Regions from separate parts of the Mus musculus genome. Here region 1 is linked to region 2. Evidence: chromatin contacts called from public HiChIP or PLAC-seq data. All regions are on one chromosome and are shown on one strand. The core of a region is the stretch at or near the end of the contact, and the rest is flanking DNA. Distances in the headings are between cores, read along the strand shown.

Evidence for each region. HiChIP or PLAC-seq counts read pairs in DNA pulled down with a chosen protein or histone mark.
Region 1: an H3K27ac HiChIP or PLAC-seq map of embryonic stem cells shows a contact between it and region 2, with 5 read pairs. The contact joins two enhancer-like sites. A contact is called at or near these places in 1 of 15 datasets of contacts at CTCF or cohesin (the NIH/3T3 cell line), 3 of 115 datasets of contacts at active chromatin or transcription factors (all in embryonic stem cells) and 1 of 9 other capture datasets (adipose tissue).

What each region holds. Positions count from the first base shown.
Region 1 is chr13:109,598,234-109,602,794 of GRCm38.p6, reverse strand. The region is part of intron 3 of Pde4d (phosphodiesterase 4D, cAMP specific); the gene reads right to left. Among named protein-coding and RNA genes, the nearest start is that of Gm32703, 160 kb to the right of the region's middle. Within about 2 kb of position 2,789, at least 11 of the 459 cell types and tissues checked have an H3K27ac peak or open chromatin away from gene starts, as enhancers often do. A contact at or near this core is called in embryonic stem cells, where this site is marked.
Region 2 is chr13:109,774,191-109,778,595 of GRCm38.p6, reverse strand. All of the region lies in intron 7 of Pde4d (phosphodiesterase 4D, cAMP specific), which reads right to left. Among named protein-coding and RNA genes, the nearest start is that of Mir1904, 130 kb to the left of the region's middle. Within about 2 kb of position 2,300, at least 125 of the 459 cell types and tissues checked have an H3K27ac peak or open chromatin away from gene starts, as enhancers often do. A contact at or near this core is called in embryonic stem cells, where this site is marked.

The sequences.
Region 1 (4,561 bases), core at 1,540-4,039, 180 kb after region 2:
ATTAGAGACATGTATAAATCTGAAATCACTTCTCATGATGTCCCTGTAAATTTGAGATCATAACGCTCATTTAGAAATTATTAAATAGGAACAACAGATCATGCAGCTAAGAGCAAGGGCAGCTAACACTGAGGTTTGGGGATGCATATGTTAGGAAGCACAGAGGTTCTGTCACTTGGCCTGTACTAGATGCTGACTTTCCCACCTTCCCTTTGAGATGATGAAACTCTAGGATTTCAAGAGCAAATATCAACAAGGTTCTATGTCTCTAAACCAGATATTAAGTGGAACACATGGTCCACTCATCATTTGTGTCAGGTAGCAGGCAGCATATTCTAGAAACACAGGTGAAAGGAGAGCATTGACTCTAGGAGTTTATGCACACAGAGATGTACTTATAGTGAGCCTGTTGGAAGTAGCACGTTTTCTGAGGACCCACTCACTATGTACAACACTGGAACATAATACATGGTCATCATCATGGGCCTAGGAACTTGTGATCTCATGAGGGTGAACACATCTGCAAGTGATACAAGGGCAGGGAAGACACAGCGGAGCTGGAGAAGAGACAAATGAGATGAACTGAGCCCAGGGATGCTAGGTTACAGCCTTGAGCTGTGAGTACTGTCCTGAAATCGTTCAGGGTTTCCCTGGCTTTGTCTCTGTCTCCTGAACGCCATTTGCGTACAGCTCTGCTGACGTTTCTCTTACAGCAGTGGTGCTCAACTTTCCTAATACTGCAGCCCTTGAATGCAGTCCCTCATGTTGTGTTGACCCCCAACCATAAAATTATTTTTGTTGCTACCTCATAATTGTAATCCTGCTACTGTTAGGAATTGTAATGTAAATATCAGCTTTTTCTAATGGGCTTAGGTGACCCCAGTGAAACACCCAAAGGGATCATGATGTTCGTGTTGAAAACTGCTATCTGATAGAGAACAATTTCTCTGCTGGACTCCACAGAGAAACCTCTGAGCATCGGGGACTCTGTTTAACCCATTCTCAACACACTTGTCTGTCAGGAAACCTGGAAATTAAAGAAGCAGATTACCGACGTGTTCTAGCAAGAAGTTACTTTGGACAAAGTTCCAGACCTTTCTGCCAAAGGTAAGAGCCCTCACAGGACTTGTTCTACAAACCACCCACATGTCAAAGAGACTGTTCTGGATGCTACTGAGGCAAAGGAAACTTCATATGTGCAGGGGAACACTCTAGGCCATAAGAATCCCAAGAGAGAGGCACTGCACTATAGGAGACAGCTATACTCTGAAAGCTATGCACAGAGAACTAACTTTCTCAGGTTAGACTGAGTAAGGAGTCCCTAAGGAGACTCCAAGGACGCAGTGACTTGTGTGTGTCCTGGCTGTTTTACAGCAGTGTCCTGCTTGCTAGTACGAAGCCTGGTAGGGAGGAGACACAACCTCACAACAAACATCTTTCCCCTGGCCCTCTCTTCTACAGTGACTGTGAGCATTAGGTATGGGAATTCTATTGTACAGAACCCTCATCCCTGAGGACTAACTTGCATGGTGCCTTTGGGTGATGAGTACTACTCATAAGTCCTCCGAGGAAGCGAGCTGAGGCAAAGTAGAGTAATCTAATATCTGAACAGTCTACACTGCTAATGACAACCACCAGCACAACGTCACCTGGGTGTGCTGGTCTAAGTAGAAAGGTTGCATCTGCTCCTTTTAAGCTCAGTAGGAATTATTGAACATTCTTTCTCCCAAATCGTGCTGGTCTAGTACAGTGCTGGTTTACTAAGATTCATGCCTTCAGGAGGTCTCAGTAGTTAACTATTTTTTTCCAGGACCAGGCATGAATTCCTTTTCCTTGCATGGGCCTTAAGTCCAATTAAAGTTGGTTAGTGCCAAGGTGTGTATGCCACTACTGTACCCGTGGGCGATCACGCTATGGTGGCGCTTGCTTTGGTTCAGAGATGCCAGAGCTGAGTAGGACTATCAATTGTTCCTCATTGGTCGAATATTTTCCTGATATGTATGAGGTCCTAAATTTAATCCCCAGTACAACAGCCATAAAAAACATTCTCCGTCTTTTTACCTGAAGATACCAGGTTTATCTACCCACATCAACAGCTTCTTGTGAAATAACACGCCTTTCCTTAGCTCACTCTTTTACTAATTAAATAACCACTGAGTAGCTCTTTCCTGTACTTGCTCCTTAAATAAAGGATTCAAAGTAAATCAAATACAATATCTATATTGAACAATTTTATGGTAGGATAAGAAAGAGCAGGAGAGCCCGGTGTGTTGGCACACGCCTTTGATCCCAGCACTCGGGAGGCAGAAGCAGGCGGATTTTTGAGTTTGAGGCCAGTCTGGTCTACAAAGTGAGTTCCAGGACAGCCAGGGCTATACAGAGAAACCCTATCTCAAAAAAAAAAACCAAAAAACAAACAAACAAACAAAAAACCAAACAAACAAAAAAAGCAAGCAGGAGACTGATTATCCTTCTGTGACAGACTTTTATAGGACAGTGAAAATACAGGACTTTGTCAATTCCTCAAGGGTCATTTTTAAAGGGCATATAAAATATTTTCAAGAGATACTAAAATAGTGCATACTTTGTACTAAATGAGACATCTTTCTTTTGTTTTCTTCATTTCTAAATACCTCTTTTGTTACTCAGTTTTTGGTCACTAATAAAAGATACTTTGTATTCTATTGCTTGGCAGCCATTGCATTTCACCGGATTGAAGAGCCCGCCTTTCAAATTCAGAACAGAGGGTGGAGACTGAAAGGTCATGGGAAGGATTGCCTTAGGGCAAGGTGGGCACACTGGGCTGGGACAGAGCTGTTCGCAGAGCTGAACCAAGGCTTCTCACAAGGCTCACACAGAGCACATGATGGAACCCTAGCTGAGCTGCCTCAGGGTTTCTCACTTGGCAAGCACAAGACATTGAAGAGCTCTGCCTCTTCCCCAGTTCCTGTCAGGAATTGATCCATGGAGAAAGGTTAATGTTTAACCTGAACTTGGGCAATACAATGAGTTTGTTACTTTATAATAACAAATTTTGGCTTGAATGACGACAAGAATCACATGCCAACTGAGGATAGAGGGAAAAGTACGAGCTCATTTTCTTCAAAGATTAAATTACCACATTCCTTCGGAAAATGTGACAGCCCATATTCTAAACTCAAGAATTCATAATGTATCCCAAGAATGCTCCATGAATATAACTCTTTGGCATCCTATGACTATAGGTAAGTTTCTATACATCTAAAGGCAAGCTTCAGATAATAGCATATTTAGTCATGGCTTTCCTTACTCTGCTTCAGATGAAAATGCTCTATATTTTGTCATGGCTAATGGTGTAATGTTTGAATACAAAACTTAATTAAATTTAAACTTGTCTGATTTATGTTACAATATTCAGAACAAAATTATTTACCTTGTAAGTTGCCACCCCCATCCCCCACCCCCCCAGAGTTGGAGAGAACACTAGTCTACAGCAACATCTTATTATTCAGCATGTAGATTTACTAATGGGCTTTTACAAACACTCAGATCTTATCTTTACATAGAATGAAGGACTTGAGTGTCCCATGTCTCTCCAGACAGCAACTTTGAGTGGCCCAATGAATTGCCATGGTTGTCTTTTTGGTAGTTCTCCTTATTTGTACCTTATTTGTTTGGGGGCAACCTCCTAACAACCACATCCCCTCCCTTCCTCCCACAATCCCCATGTACATTGCTGCCTAGATAAAAATCATTATGATCCAGGCAACAGATTCTCACATATGTGACATGTAGTTAAAAATGAAAGTCAAACAGAATTGAGAAAGATACGTTTTGACATCCCTTTAAGGTGACACCACTTTTAAGATCTGCACTGATTTGACAGGGATTGATAATTTTCAAGTCTTAGTTCCTCGTGAATAAAATAGAAATATCATCAACTTCCTATTGAAACCAATGTGCACAGAAGTGCCTCTCTTTTGATCTATAAATATCCCTGTATATACATGTGTACAGGTGGTCACAATCTAATTAAGTGCAATCCATCACCCAGATACTTATATGATAGTTTAGAAATCAATCATATATTGCATAGTGGTACAAATGACAAGATCTTACAGTGAAAGATGTTTTCAAAGCTGCATTTTAAGTTCCCCATGAATATACTGCCAACAACAGAAGTTGAACACACTTTCTAAGTCCTCATGGAATGTCATTTATATTACTCTTCATAGTGAAGACCCTCCTGCAACTTAGGTTTTGTGGATCTAACTGGCAGAAGACTGAATCTCAGAGAGAGTAGGTACTTTGGTCAGGGAAAACAAGGTGATAGATTCATTTAGGCCTTGGGACCGTACTCCCTCCATTAGTCAAGCAATTCTGAATCTTCAATCTAATGGAATTTGCCTAGCTTTGAGATTCATCGAGGCAGAGAGAAAACAGTGAAGCATTTGGGTAGAATGAGAAGAGAGAGAAGAGGGGCATTTTTGGAGACAGATGTCACATCAAGGCACAGACATGGAAACACAGAGGCATGTTGGTGAGACAGTCACAAAGCAAGCTGTCGAGAATGACAAGAAAC
Region 2 (4,405 bases), core at 1,051-3,550:
CCAGGCAGAACTGTCTGCATCTCAGTCTCACTCATTGTGCTTTCCCTCCTGCCTTGTGAGTTCTTTGAAACGAGCAGTTACGCTTTACTGTGTTCCCCACGATTCACAAGGGCTAGAAAGTGAAAACGACCATTGACCAGATGAACAATCCCAACATAGAACGAATACATTCTGGAGACGAAGCGTTGTGCTCACCACTAACTTAAGCTCAGAACTGAACAGGGCTGTACTTGACCTTTGGCTTTGCCAGCTAAAGGAACCTTCAGCAGCATTCTATTCTTTCAACTAACAAAGTAGCCAAACCAGACTCAGACGAATCACAGTTGAATTGATTATGGCATGTCCTTTGTCTCTGCTGTTGTAATTCCACGTACAAGTACAGGTTCTACCAATTCCTGGTGAAAAAGTCAGGTAGTGTGTGTGTGTGTGTGTGTGTTTATAACTCAATTGTCTAAACAAAAGCCTGAGACAGCAATGCAAGCTATGAAGCAAGCAAGGAAGAAAATGGCTTCTTACTAGTCTATTAAATACTTCAGCTAATAAAAGAGCCATGCATACATGTCGTCAGACAAATCTCATTTTCACTAGGAGTCTTTTTATTAGGGAGGCAGGGTGCATAAATTAACTGTTTTAGCTTTAAAAAAAAGTCAGAATACCTAGGCATTCATTATATATATATATATATATATATATATATATAATTGTATATTATATATATATCAAATGTATAAGCAAAGGCCACCAAACAGCCTGTCTATAATCGTGAGCATGTGTAATCTTTATTAAATTTTCATTAAAGTTATTAAGCATGAAGCATCAGCAACATTTCAGGCACACCCAGAAAGAGCCCACTGAGCACTCCTCTGGAGTGACAGGTCCCTTGGCACTAGATTTTCTCTTACTACAGGACAATTTAAAAGGTGATACCAGAAAGCCAGTGATGAGGGGGCGGGGTTTCTCTGAAGATGGCTCGCTCTGCTGTGATCCTTATGCACTTTGCAGTTCATTGTCTCCTCAGCACCCAAGACGCTCTTACACAGGGATCTCATTTCTTGAAGGAAGCCCCACCATATATTATTTTAAATACATGTGAATATATAATATAGTATATTTTAATAAATAATATATCCTACTCTTTTTATCACGTATATGCATGGGACACAGAGACTAAAAAAGATCTAAATAATTACTAGTATCATTACTATCACACAAAAAAACAAAAAAACCCTACAACTTGGCTCCTTTTCTTTAATAAGGTGAAAGTGCTTAAGCAAATGGCCCACATCCTAAGAGAAACCATTGTTCTCTTAAATACCTTGGGTTGGTTGTGCTAACAACTTGTCAAGTAGACCTTCAGTTTTGCTTTATCCTTCAGAACAATGACAGCTGAAGACCGAGTTTCTTCCCGCTGTGTTTTGACTAACTAGCATTTGGATACTTCACTTTTAATCCTCGGGCTTCCTGACTGACAGAATTCTATTCAGAGTAAACATTCTTTTCTTGATGGGATCAAGAGCATCCAGGTTAAAATAGTTCTAAGTGGAATGGCCAGTGTTTTTTCTGGACCAGAACTCTGTGTACATGGCTTTCTGCCTGTCACTTTTCCTGTCCCCTCTACAGGGACAGAGGGAGTGTGTTGTTTTGATATAAGACCTTAGAGACAAAAGCAAAAGCCATTGTTTTAGGCTGGCTATCCCCCTACCTCTAGAATCACTACTAGATGTTATTCAAATAGCTCTAAATATGAAGGCATTTCCAGTGAGATATTGGCCCAAGACATTTTTGTGATTTTTAAGTCCATAATAGTCTAAAGCTACCTGCTACTCAGAAATTAACATTCTTTCATATTCCCTGTGGTGTCTTGTAAGCATACATTTCTTTAAACTTACTATTCTATCTAGTGTTTGCTTGTTTATGGTTGGGGGTCAGGGTTTAAGGCTTGGGCTCAGAGCAAGGATGAGGAGTTATTCCCAGTTCAGCCACAAAGTAGTGTTTTCTCTCAGCAGCCTTGGTTTTTCTCACATTTCCAATAAAGACATCCAAATAGATTTCCTTTGAGGTTTGTTGCTGCATGAAAATTCTCAATTGAATATGATTACATAAAGAAGATGATAATAGTAAACTTAAGAAGCGTAGTGCAGGTGATATTGAGGATGACAAGGTTCTGAGAGGTGGCTGCACTGCAGTTAACTTTCTTAACCTTGGTTTAAAATGAAAGGAACGTTCAAAAGTACTTTCTGTCCCGTCATCATGACTTGGTCCCCACACTCTCAGAGCTTGGGCATTTTTGCCTCTCTGCTGCCCTCTACTGGCCCCACATCCTCTTTGCTTCTGCTACGAGTAACTGGCTCCGGACCTAGGTTATACGTGATACAGGAAGCATTGAAAATGTGTGGGTGTTACCGCCTGGAACAAAAGCATCCCGAGACGTTCGGAGTGAGAAATGACAGAAGGCCACCGCAATCCTCTGTAACCTCCACTCTCCCGTGCCAAAACAGGGGTTAGGAACAAATGGGAAGCGAGGGGACAGAACTGCCCAACGGAATACTTGGGGAGCCACTTATGACCTGATGACCGGCCTTTACCCTTTCTGTAACTTATCTGCTTGCATTCTTGCAACGGTTCTGAGTGGCAGGTACTCATATCTCTGTTCTCTAGTTAGAAATTAAAGCTGGAGAGAATTGGGGTTCACCCTTGCAGGTTTTATCTGAAAGTGTCCCCACTGGCTTTGCAACAAAACAAAACAAACAAATAGACAAAAACTCCTTTCCACCCCTCCCAGGACGTGATCGTAAGGATAGATGAGCCCCAAGCGATGTGTCATCTTTTCTGGGTATCTCAAATCTCAGACAGTCAAGTATCAAGTCTCAACACCAGGATCATCACTGTTCTTGTTGGTAGCTTTTAGGTTTTTCAAGCGTACTTGTTTTTCTAGATTACTGAGAAAAGAGGCCTTTTCCCTGCCCATGTTCCCACCTCGGTTTGCAAAGCTTGGGAAGTAAATGAGACTTTCGTCAGTGGTGTGTGTGTGTGTGTGTGTGTGTGTGTGTGTGTGTGTGTGTGTGTGTTGTCTACAGTGGTCTGTAACAACGCAGCTGCTCTAAGCAGTTAATGACAGCTAATTAGTTTGCCATTCTAGATAAGCCCCAGGTCACAAACTAGTAAGAGGTACAAATGAGGCCTTCTTCACCATAATTGCCTAATTCCAGCAGATAATGATTTCCTCTCAGTGTTATGTAAAAATTGCAGAGACAACCCAGGGACTGCTTCAGTTCTGTGACCTTGAGTGAATAGACTCTCCCTTGAGTTTGGTTTGGGCACCGGCAAAGTGCTGTGGGGGAGGGGAGGTACACTGACCACGGAGAAACCAAGATTGCTTGTTGGTCACGAATCATTCCACCAGTATCCTACATTGTTTTTTTTTTGGGGGGGGGGGAGATGGTCGCCCTACCTACAAGGTAGATACAAGTACCCTCAAGGCAAAAGCATCAGAGAAGAAAAGAACATTGCCTTCTACTCGCCCCCCCCCCACTATGATTTGCCTATTGTGCACGAAGGGGGTGGGGGAAGCTCCTCTCCAGAGGGCTGCACTGTGTGTCTGAGCAAGGGTCTCGGGTTCCATGGAGTTGCGCTCACTAAGAACTCCATGCATGTGCTCACAAAATATGCCCTCAGCACCCCCAGGAAGTAGCACAGAAAAGAGGGACCCATTCCACCCGTCCATCTTTGTTTCGCCCTTTATACTGAATCTGAGTTTCTAAACAAACCAAAACAACAAGAACAGAAAACAAAGAAACAAATAAAGCGAAATGAAACAAAACAAACAAAACAAAACAAAACAAAACAAAACAACAACAAACAATTTGTTCCTTGGAGAATTCATTTTAGTAGGGAGGAATTTCTACTATTATTCTTTTGATGACAATCAAGACCCAAAGTGGTGGACTGTACACATAATAAGCCAGGACCTTGTGACATCATCATAAGCAGATGAGACAGAGAGAACCAATAGCTTAATAGTTATTAAAATGTGACCCCCCCACACACACTTGATGGAATTCTCAAGGAAGAAAACATCCGTTTTTTTCAGAATCATCTGCAATGTGGTGACCACAGATAGAGCCAGCCAGCACATTGGTCAATACATGCTCATTTTTCCATAAAGTATATTCACTGAAAATCATGTAAGGGCCTCCTCTTCCTCTTCCTCCTCCTCGTCCTCCTCCTCCTCGTCCTCCTCCTCCCCCTCTTCCTTCTCATCCTTCCTCCTCCTCCTCCTTCCTCCTCCTTCCTCCTCTTCCTCCTCTTCCTCCTCCTCCTCCCCCCCTTTCCTCAGATTATGGACAGGGGTTTAAAGAAGATACTTGAACCAAAAAATTGGTCTAACTTGGAGAATGTGCTAATT